2 separate regions of the Sus scrofa genome follow, and region 1 is linked to region 2. A link is a contact called in public HiChIP or PLAC-seq data. All regions are on one chromosome and are shown on one strand. The core of a region is the stretch at or near the end of the contact, and the rest is flanking DNA. Distances in the headings are between cores, read along the strand shown.

Evidence for each region. HiChIP or PLAC-seq counts read pairs in DNA pulled down with a chosen protein or histone mark.
Region 1: a contact with region 2 is called in an H3K27ac HiChIP or PLAC-seq map of alveolar macrophages. The contact joins two enhancer-like sites. A contact is called at or near these places in 1 of 47 Hi-C or Micro-C datasets (epiblast stem cells) and 1 of 2 datasets of contacts at active chromatin or transcription factors (alveolar macrophages).

What each region holds. Positions count from the first base shown.
Region 1 is chr17:49,481,874-49,487,796 of Sscrofa11.1, forward strand. No RefSeq gene overlaps it. Among named protein-coding and RNA genes, the nearest start is that of NCOA3, 43 kb to the right of the region's middle. Within about 2 kb of position 2,543, at least 28 of the 83 cell types and tissues checked have an H3K27ac peak or open chromatin away from gene starts, as enhancers often do. A contact at or near this core is called in alveolar macrophages, where this site is marked.
Region 2 is chr17:49,302,531-49,308,199 of Sscrofa11.1, forward strand. The region is part of intron 13 of ZMYND8 (protein kinase C-binding protein 1); the gene reads right to left. Among named protein-coding and RNA genes, the nearest start is that of ZMYND8, 85 kb to the right of the region's middle. Within about 2 kb of position 3,586, at least 21 of the 83 cell types and tissues checked have an H3K27ac peak or open chromatin away from gene starts, as enhancers often do. A contact at or near this core is called in alveolar macrophages, where this site is marked.

The sequences.
Region 1 (5,923 bases), core at 1,293-3,792, 180 kb after region 2:
CGAGACGACCTAGAATTTCCTTTACCTTTTACTGAGTCAAAGCTTTTTTTGGTTTGAGGGTAGGAAGAGCATTTTACCACCAACAAAACAAGTCTAAAAGGACACGCACTCTGAAAGTTTAGTGCTTGGCTTATGAGAAAAAAATGAACCTGTGTAAAAAGTTAGGTAATAATAGGACAGTCAGTGGCTATGTTTTTCACTCTTTTAAACACCAATCCATTGTAAAATATAAATATTCTATTATGACCTAGTATACATGTAGTGTATCCATATACTGAAATGAAAGTATTGGTTTCAATACATCATTTAGTGTATTCGTTTTTTCTGTTTGTTTGTTTTGTTTTGTTTGTTTGCCGGCAGCAGCAGCTTGATGTGGGTTCTCAGTGCCCAGACCAGGGATTGAACCTGGGCCACAGCAGTGAAAGTGCAGAGTCCCAACTGCTAGGGAACTCCCGATTCTGATACTTCATTCCATTATTGTCGATTTCATTTCAGTCTAGTCTAGTTTGTTTATAAATGAAATATCAGTCATAGCCCAGAAAATTAATTTCCCAACCTACTAATGGACTGTGAAACCTTTGGATTGAGACAGGAGGTTTGAAAAACTCTGAGGCGAGGATTGAGCACTGGTCTGTGCTCTGGAGGAGCACAGTCAAGGAGAATAGTGAGAGGAAATTTTTTTTTTTTTAGCCACAGGCACTGTATGGAAATTGTTTAAATGAGATATGATGCAAGTGTATAGTGTGACTACATAACAATTAAAATCAATGTGGTTAAGGTCTATGTACTAATGCAGAAAGTTGTCCCCCAAATATATTTGCAAATTTAAAGCATGGTTTGAAACAGCAAAGTATCAGGTAGAACTCTTTTGGTTGCAGGTGGCAATAGATATACACACTCATATCACGCTTTTCTATGGCTTTGGCAAAAAGGCAATTACTGGCCTTGCTTGACTCACAGCTCCTTCTCCTGGAGTTAATCTACAAGAATTAGAGGTGGGGGAGAGAGCACTTTACACAGGAAAAATATGGGTGCTACGACCCAGAGAAAGGGGAAACCAGTGCTACCCAAAGTGTAATATAAATATGCAGAACATGCACACGCTCTAACTGATGTTTAAAATAATATAGGTGGGGGTTCCCACCATGGCTCAGTGGAAATGAATCTGACTAGTGTCCATGAGGACATAGGTTCAATCCCTGGCCTCGCTCAGTGGGTTAAGGATCCGGCATTGCCGCGAGTTGTGGTGTAGGTTTCAGATAAAGCTTGGATCCCGAGTTGCTGTGGCTGTGGCTGGCAACTATAGCTCTGATTCAGCCCCTAGCCTGGGGTCATCCATATGCTGCGAATGCAGCCCTCAAAGGAAAAAAGACAAAAAAAAAAAAAAAGAAAAAGAAAGAAAGAAAGAAGAGGTTCCCTGGTAACTCAATGGGTTCAGGATCTAGCATTGTCACTGCTGTGGCTCTCATTACTGCTGTGGTGTGGGCTCGATTCCTGGCCTGGGAACTTGCTTATGCCATGGGCACAGCTAATAGAAAGAAAGAAAAGAAGGAGAAATGCCTAGAAAAGACAAGTCTATAAAGGCAGAAAGATTTGTGATTGCCTGGGGCTGGGGTGGGAATAGGGATTAAATTGAAGAAGGTGAAAGGAGTTCCCGCTGTGGCTCAGTCTTGTCTCTGTGGAGGCTCGGGTTCGATCCCTGGCCTGGTGCAGTGGGCTAAGGATCTGGCATTACTGTAGTTGTGGCGTAGGTGGGATTTGACCGTTGGCCTGGGAACGTCCATATACCGGGTGTGCAGCAGAAAAAGGGGGAAAAAAAGGAAGTAGGTGAAGGAACGATGCTGAAAAAACTGCATTCTATTGAGACATCACTAAAAATTACTGAATGGAACATATAAGAGGGGTGACTTCAATGACACGTAAATTAAACCACAATAAAACCTGTCTAAGGCACAGTGGGTTGAGGATCTGGGATGGTCACCTCAGTGGTTTGGGTTGCTGCTGTGGGGCGGGTTCGATCCCTGGCCTAGGAACTTTGACACGACACGTGCAGCAAAAACAAGACCAAACAAAATAAAACTGTCAAAAAAATGAAAAAAAAAAAAGCAAGAGAAGAAGCCGGAGGAGAGAGAGACAAGGAGGAAGAATCAGAGTCCAGCCAATCAGTGTGTAGGGTTTGGGATTCAGCCTTTAAAACCTGTGTACGTTTGCCCAGGTTCACTCTTCCAGCCGGTCCCACTTTCCGTGCTTTCTCCAAGAGAACTGACAGCGTTTCCTCGATCGCATCTGCAAATTATTTCCGTCCTTTGGAATGTAATTCATCAGGTTTCCAAACTTTTTGACAAGGTGAATACGGTAATAGAGTCCAATAGTTGAGCGTTTTTCCTGGGGCCTTCTGCGTCTCTCCCCTCCGAGTGTGATTCTCTTCTGATTACTTCTCCTTTAGTCTCTGTTTACATTTTGTGATTTTTAAAGTGAGTTCCTAGGCAACAGACAGAGCCGGGGCACTTGCGGTTCACAGGGGACTCGGAACTGGGAAACTGCTCCTGGCCTGGCCCTCCCCCCAGTTCACCACATGACTGTTGTAAGCGTCTGTAGTTCAGTCTACCTACAACTCTTCCTCCTGCTTCTAGAAGCTTCACTCCAGGGTTCCTCAGGGGAAATGTCCCCTCCCCACATGGTCTCAGTTTCTGGTGAGGCTGACAACCTCCAGGAATAAGTAAGTGCCTCAAGTCTGCCTGGACCCTTGAAAGCTCATCTCTTGCCCTGGTGATTGGCTCAGTGATGGGCATGTGGCCCAAGGCAGTCCAGTGAAGGTCAGTTCTGGGTGGTTACTAGAAATCCTGGAAAAAAAGTGCTCTTTTTCTCCCACGATATGATGGGACAGAGGGTTGTATCAGCTGTGGGCTTTGGAGGACCGCCATATGAGGAAAGCCTGATGAAAATGAAGCCAACACAAAGGAAATAGAAAGAGATGAGAGAGTCCTGATTTCACTGTTTGACCCTCTGGATCCATCCATACCTGAAGCCAGTAATCTTTGCAATCCAGTAAACCTCTGAATTCTCTTTTCATAAGCCAATGTGATTTGGGTTTCTGCCACTTGCTGTCAAGAATCCTGATTAATACAATCCTGGATGAGTTATTTCATCTGTTGTTGCCTCAGTTTCCTTATCTGGGAAAAAAAAAAACTGATAATGTGGAGAGAATCGAATGAAGCAATGTGTTGAAAAGCAATTGGGAAGAATATAAAGGTTATATCAATTTCTACTGCTACTAATGTATGAGAATGCCTAATTACTTTCCCAACATCCATTTTTCTGTTTCTTCATATTAACAGAATGCGAATTTTTAGTCTAGCATTTTACCACCCAGGATAATGGTTAAATTTTCCAGCTTACCCTGCAATTTCATAGTCACAGGACCAAGTTCTAGCCAATGAGATGCACGTAGAAGTGAGTGGGGATTCCAGAAACGAAAGGGCGTACTTGTCTCTCTCTCCCTGCTTCCTTCCACCAGGAATGCAGATGTGACAGATGGCGCTTCAGCCACCATTATGAGTCCTATGACCTTTTTTTCTTTTTAGGGCCACATCTGTGGTATATGGAAGTTCGCAGGCTAGGGATCATATCAGAGCTGCCGCTGCCAGCCTAAGCCATGGCAATGCCAGATCTGAGCCGCATCTGCTACTTGTGCCACAGCTTGTGGCAATGACAGATCCTTAACCTGCTGAGCAAGGCCAGGGATTGAACCTGAATCCTCATGGACGTTATTTCCGGTTTTAAACTTGCTGAGTCACGACGATGGGCACTCCCACGAGTCCTGTGACTTTAAGAAGGATGTGCTAGATGAAGCAGGCAGACAGACAGAAACCAGGTCCCTTAGGAAAACGGACCCACCCTACCAGCCCTGGACAGCTGACCTGCAGACTTCTCTTCCATGATAGAAGAAATCAACTTGTATTGCTCCTAAGGCACCAGTTTGTCCTGTCTCTGTTACCTGTATCCAAACCCAAGTTCAATTTACAGTGATATTCCCCCCCACACACTCAAAGCAACACACTGTAATATCAAAAATGTTTTCATTCTACCAGTGTGATAAGTGAAAAACAATGCCCCCTTTCAGCTGTAAATACTTTGCTCAGAAGAGGCGATCTTATTTTTCTATGTTCATATGTTTGTGAGCCATTTGTCCTTTTTTTTGTCTGTGAGCCGTCTGCTTTCATTTTTTCTCAGTTCTCATCTCAGGTTGCCTCTTCCCTGTGGTGGTTAAATGGCTGCCAGGGGCTCCTGGCTTCTGTTCCATCTTCTCAGCAACCTCAGCAGGGAGAATGCCGTTTTTCCTGGGGGATCCGAGAAAAGCTGGGAGATTGTCAAGGGAGTGGGAGAAACCATTCCCAAATGACACGATCTGATAAAACACCATTATCTAAAATAGACAAAGTACTCTCCAAACTCAACAATAGAAAAACTAGCAACCCTGGAGTACCTGTTGTGGCTCAGTGGTTAACGAATCCGGCTAGTATCCCTGACGACGCGGGTTCGATCCCTGGCCTCGCTCAGTGGGTCAAGGATCTGGTGTTGCCATGAGCTGCGGTGCAGGTTGCAGGCGCGGCTTGGATCCGGCATTGCTGTGGCTGTGGCATAGGCTGTGGCTTAGAATTGGACCCCTAGCCTGGGAACTTCCATGTGCCACGGGTGCAGCCCCCCCCCCCCAAAAAAGACCAAAAAACCCCCCACGAGAACCAAACATCAACTAGCAACCCAATGAAAACCTGGGCAGGGGTTCTCCTATGGCACATCGGGTTAAAGATCTGGCATTGTCACTGCTGTGGCCTGGATCACTGTTGTGGTGTGGGTTCGATCCCTGGGCCAGGAATTTCCACATGCCAAAAACCAAAAAACACAAAACGAAGCGTGGTAGGAAACTGACCTGCTGGTTGATGAGGCCCCGTGTATGCCTGTCTCTGGAGTGGATTCCCCAGAAGAGGAGTGAATATCGGGAGCTTAAATCAGTGGACATTTGACTATCTTTGGCAAAGAGGAGAATCTGATCCTATAATCAGGAAAAGCAGAGAGTCCAGTGGCCTGGAGGTAATAAATGAGAGGGAGGTCTGTGGACAGACCGAGTGACGCATTCTTTCTGAGGTGTCTAATTAATTCCCATTCACGTCAACAACTTTATTAATTTATTGAGCACCAAATACGGGCCAGAGACTTTTGTGAATAATAACTCAGTGGACAAGTCCATTAATTTTCAAAGGCTTCGTGATTATTCAGTGAACATGAAGGAGACAGTTTCACCACTCCAAAATTAAATTACGTATGGCCTAATTAGCATATCCATAAGCCTCTTAAATCATTGCAATTTCAGAGAATTCCAGGGTTCAGCGGAGGCCAGAGCAGTCCCAAGACTCACCACAATCTCTCCCCGCCAGGCTCCCAGGACACACGGCTAACTTTTGAACTTGACCAACGATAATGACCACTTAAAGGGAAGAAAGTGTGGCCAAGGGTGGCCCACGGTTACTCTTGAGGAGCTGGACCCCTAACTGTGTGCGTCAATCTGGAGATTTTGCAATTATTCAAGAGAGTGAAACACAAACTATAAATGAATTAATTGTTTTCACATAGCCTTCAAAACATGTTTACATAGGCTTTTAAAAGCCAACAAAACCAGCTTTTTTTCTTTCCGTCCAACTTTTAATATAATGCATGAAATGAAACACAAACCCCTTTTATGCTGAATATTAGTCTCTGGATACTTTTGAAGTGGTTTTGCTAGTTTTTTCGGTTTTGCTTCACTAAGTCCTGCACTGTGCCATTACTCTCTGTGATAAAGAAACTAGAGTCGATTTTTCTGCCCCCTCTGCCCCCACCCCCCCATCCAGAATCGGTCCATTTTCTCTGTTAAAGAGACATTTAC
Region 2 (5,669 bases), core at 2,336-4,835:
TGAAAAATCTTACTCTTTTGGGGGGGGCAGCACCTGCGGCATGCTAAGGTTCCCAGGTCGGAAGTCAAACGCACCTGATAGCAGTGCCAAAGCTGAATCCCCAACCACTAGGCCACCAGGGACTCCATAAAACCTTACTGTTTTATATACAAAGCACAGATACATACGCGGTGCGTAACACGACATGCAAGACTTGAAATTGTATGAGGGTCCACTCTTAGGTACGACCCCAAAGAACTTAAAACCTGTACTCAAACAAATCCTCACCACAGCACTATTCATAAGAGCCCAAACGTCCGTCACCAAACAGACAAACCATGGCACAAAGGAACGCCATTCTGAGGCCTGCTGCCATGCGGGTGACTTTGAAAATGTCACACTCAGTGAAAGGAGCCAGGAAAAAAGGTCATGTTTTGTAGAATTTCACTGAAATTAAATGTCCAGATGAGCACATCCGTACAAACAGAATGCAGACTGATGGCTGCCAGGGGCAGAGGGGTAGAATAAAGGGATGCGGGGGTGGCAGGGATGGGGAGTGGCGGCTTGATGGGTACCAAATTTTATTATGGGGTGATGGAAACATTTTGGAACTAGATCACAGTGGTGGCTGCACAACATTGTTCACTTTGAAATGACTAATCTTCTGTTACGGGGCGCTCACCTCCATTTAAAAAAACGGACTAGTATCCATGAGGACACGGGTATAATCCTGGCCTTGTTCAGTGGGTTAAGGATCTGGCGTTGTGGTGGCTGTGGGGTCGGTTGGCAGTTGCAGCTCCAATGGGACCCCCAGCCTGGGAACCTCCATAGGCCGCAGGTGCGGCCCTAAAAAGATGCACAGGACAATCAGGAAGAAACTGCCTAAAAGGGCTCCTCAGGGGTGATAATGAGAAAAAGGTTGGGAACCACTGCCCTTCGCCATCACTTTTCACGGAGACCCTGTGAGGGCTCCCACGGGGCGCCATACCACCCTCTCCCGGGGCGCCGCCACCCGGCAGCCGCAGGGCACCTTCAACAGGGAAGGAACACGTCGCTCCTCCATCCAAGACCATGCAGGGTGCCCGCTCCCCCAGAACAAAGCCCAAAGGCACTTCCAACCTTCCTGGCCTCGTTCTGAATCGCCAGCCTAGGAGCCCCTTGGGCTTGGCCCCTCCAAGATCGAACCTGGGCCCACCTCAAGCTTTACACTTGGGATCTCCAAGGACCCCCCGACACACTCCCACCCAGATCACACGGCTGGCAGTCCTCGCTGTTCCGGGGCAGCTCAAACACCACCTCCCGGGAGCCCTCCCCTGCTGGCCCCATGTAAGGTGGCCCCGGGGCCCTTGCGTTTACTGCCTCTTTTTGGCCATGAGAACGGGGGCTCCAGGACAGCAGGCTCCCCGCCGGCCTGTGCGGTGCTCAGGCACCCAAGACGCTGACAGCACGAGCGGGCACGGAGGTGACTGAGGAGTGAGGTCTCCACTTCGCTTTTGGCTACTGTGGTCGCGAAAAGCAATGAAGACGACACTAAGGACAACCAAAGAAAAACCTCTTCATCCAAAGAAGCCACTTGAAACCATCTGCTCGATATGCAGCAGCTACGGAAACCAAGGCGGCTGGGGTGACGGAGCATCCACAGAAGAGAGGAGAAGCAGCGCTGCCCAGAAAAGTACCCGCGGGTCAGACGCATGCCTGACGAGAACCCTGGGCTCGTCGTAAATAAGTAGTAATGCAGGTCAGGAAGATGGACACAGACAGCTGTCCGCGCTCCATCCTCTCCACCTGCGTGGTACACCTGCTTCAAAATAACACCTAGGAGTTCCGGTCGTGGTACAGTGGTTAACGAATCCAACTAGGAACCATGAGGTTGCGGGTTCGATCCCTGGCCTTGCTCGGTGGGTTAAGGATCCGACGTTGCCGTGAGCTGTGGTGTAGGTTGCACATGCAGCTCGGATCCTGCGTTGCTGTGGCGCTGGTGTAGGTCAGCAGCTACAGCTCCAATTCAACCCCCAGCCCGGGAACCTCCATATGCCATGGGAGCGGTCCAAAAAAATGGCAAAAAGACAAAAAAAATAACAATAATAACACCTAGCAAGGGTTCAGAGGGAAAGAGGAACACTCATGGGCACTCGGAAAACTATTTAGGAGAGCAATAGGTGATAATGATATTACCCAAAATTAAAGTGTATAGGGAGCTCGGGTTGTGGCTCAGTGGTAATGAATCCCACTAGTATCCATGAGGTTGAGAGTTCGATCCCTGGCCTGGCTCAGTGGGTTAAGGATCCAGTGTTGCCATGAGCTGTGGTGCAGGTTGCAGATGCAGCTCAGATCTGGCATGGCTGTGGTGCAGCAAAAAGTTCCATATAATCCCATTCCACCACCACCAAAAAACAAACTCTTATTACTGGCACCATCATTGTGATTATATACATGAAAACATCTAAACAGGCGTTCCCTGGGGGCCTAGTGGGTTAAGGATCTGGTGTTGTCACTGCTGTGTGTGGTTCTGGTCACTGCTGTGGCATGGATCTGAGTCCTGGCTCAGGAACTTCCACATGCCGTGGGCATGGCCAAAAAAAAAAATTAATTAAAAATTAAAAAAAAAAATCTAAAAGAACACAGAATTCGTTTGGGGGGGGCGAGGGACTACACTCACGGCACATGGAGATTCCCAGGCTAGGATCGAATCAGAGCTGCAGCCACAGGCCTACACCACAGCCCTACACCACAGCCACAGCAACGTGGGATCGGAGCCGCATCTGTGACCTACACTACAGCTCAAGGCCAACGCCACATCCTTAACCCACTGATAGAGGCCAGTGATCGAACTGCGTCCTCATGGATACTAGTCTTTCATTTCCACTGAGCCACAACAGGAACTCCAGGAACACTCAATTCTTAGCAGTTATCATCTCTTTGAGTTGGAATTATGGCTTATTTATTCTATATTAAAATTTGAAAGGAATTTTTTATTTTCAGGGGAAAGTGATGCTAAATTAAAGGTACATATTGAGGAGCTCCAGGCAGAAAGTTAAGCAATGAGTTTTATCACGGCTGAAATTCAAAAGCATGTATATTAAAGCAGTGGTTCTCAATAAGGACTAGAGGGGTGACCATGTCCCCCACCCAGGACACGTGGCAATAACCAGAGATGTTTTCAGCTGTGATAATTGTGGGCAGGGGGGTGGCTCCCTGCACTGAGTGAATGGAGGCCACCGATGCTGCTGAACACCCTACTGGGCACAGGACAATCTCCCCAACAGAGAATCATCATCCGGCCCAAAACATCACTAGTGCTGAGGTTGGGAAACCCTGTTTTAAATCACTCTAGACACTTTCAAAAGCAAAAAGACATTGGGAAATGCTCGTTCCAATTACGCTTTGAAAGGGATGCCAATCCTATTATAAAGCCATAAATCTTGCCCAAAGGAAGAACTAATTGCCTTTGAAGTCACAAATAATTTAATCAGATTTTAGACTTTGATGTACAATTCACGAGTGTGGGCTCAAACACGTCATCTATTATCTACACGTACAGAATCCCAGCCTGTGCTAAGTGCCCTTCTGACTACATGAAACATGAGTCATAGAATCAAATTGGAAAAAAATGCCCCCTCCCTCCCACACACCCCAGCACTCTGAGCGGGGGAGCGGTGGTGGAGTTAATGATTCATGCTAGTTCCTCTACTTACACAACCGTGGAAGCAACTTATATGTTCAAAGGGCTGGCAGCATCTTGCACAAGTCTTGGTGGCATGCACAGATGAGCTACACAGAATAGCACGGGATTCATTAAAAAAGTTAAATAAAATAAAAACTTAAAAGAAAAAAAGAGTTCCTCTAGTTCCCATCATGGCACAACAGAAATGAATTTGAGGAGTTCCATTGTGGCTCAGTGGTTAACGAATCGACTAGGAACCATGAGGTTGCGGGTTCAATCCCTGGCCTTGCTCAGTGGGTTAAGGATCCGGCGTTGCCGTGAGCTGTGGTGTAGGTTGCAGACGCGGCTCAGATCCCGTGTTGCTGTGGCTGTGGTGTAGACTGGCAGCTACAGCTCTGATTCAACCCCTAGCCTGGCAACTTCCATATGCCGCAGGAGCGGCCCAAGAAATGGCAAAAGACAAAAAAAAAAGAAAGAAAGAAACGAATTCAACTAGGAACTCTGAGGGTGTAGCTTCAATCCTTGGCCTTGCTCAGTGGGTTAAGGATCTGGTATTGCCGTGAGCTGTGGGAAGGTCACAGATGTGGCTGTGGTGTAGGCCGGCAGTTGTAGCTCCAATTTGACCCCTAGCCTGGGAACCTCCATATTCTGCAGGTGTGGCCCTAAAAAGCAAAAGCAAAACAAAAAAAAAAAAAAAAAAAAACCAGTTCCTGCTATAGCACATCCGGCCTTATCTCAGTGGCAGCACTGATTCAATCCCCAGCACAGCGCAGTGGGTTGGGGGTGTGGCAGTGCTGCATCTGTGGTTTAGGTCACAGCTATGGCTTGGATTCAGTCCTTGGCCGGGAACTTCCACATGCCCTGGGTGTGGCCATAAAGAAATAAAACAGAAGAGTGCAGGGTTGCTGGATGGGACAGGACAGGACAGAAATGCTGCTCCCAATGGTTACGTACAAACATAGAAACGTATTCAGGGAGTTCCCGTCAAGGCACAGCAGAAATGAATCTGACTAGTGTCCCTAAGGACGCAGGTTCCATCCCCAGCCTCGCTCAGTGGATTAAGGATCCTTCATTGCCATGAGCTGTGGTGTAGGTCACAGACGAGGATCAGATCCTGAGTTGCTATGGCTGTGGCCTCGGCCGGCAGCTTACAGCTCTGATTTGACCCTAGCCTGGGAACCTCCATATGCCACAGGTGTCCCCCCCCCAAAAAAAGCAAAAGACAGAGACAAAAAGGAAAACAAAAAATGTATTCAGAACATAAGGTTAAGTTAAAAAAGAAAACCCTGGAGTTCTCTTGTGCTGGCATTGTCACTGCATCATTTAGAGTCACTGCTATGCCTCAGGTTCAATTTCTAGCCTGAGAATTTCCATCACAGCAGGTGCAGCCAAAAAATTTTTTAAAAAGTAAAAAGAAAACCCTTAACCGTCTACGCCAAACAGGTGACCAATGAACCAAGTGGTTGACAGATGCAGGGGATGCAGTCAATAGTTATTTTTTTTTAATTTGAGCCAATGTGTAAAACAACAAGAAATCTGGCAACCCTGAGCCCACACTTCCACTCGGCTGGAACCAGCAGGAAGAAACGGCCCCTAGTGTATAGGTAAAAGGTCACGAGGAGGAGTGGATTTCTGCTTTAGTTCACCCCAATCCTATCCCTTCCAAACCTCGCTCAGTTCTGGAACCGCCTGATCCCCTTTTAACTTGGCAGCATGATGTATAAGCCAACCCAGAAAAAGTCCAGGAAACAACATCTAAGGGTGGACTGTGGGAGGTGGGAAAATATGGGACTTCAGTTTTTATAACAACTGTTTTACAACAAATATGTACTGATTTCACAGGAGGAAAAAAAGAGTACATGAAAATGTTTTCCCTTCTCACGAAAGCAACCCACATGGAGCTCTAAGACCAAAGGACCACTATTAGCTCAGAGAGTGGTGGAAGTCAGGCCCCAGGACTCTTACCCTAATACATATTAATGACTTAAATCGGGACCCCGCAAGCAAATATTGGCAAAGGCATCAA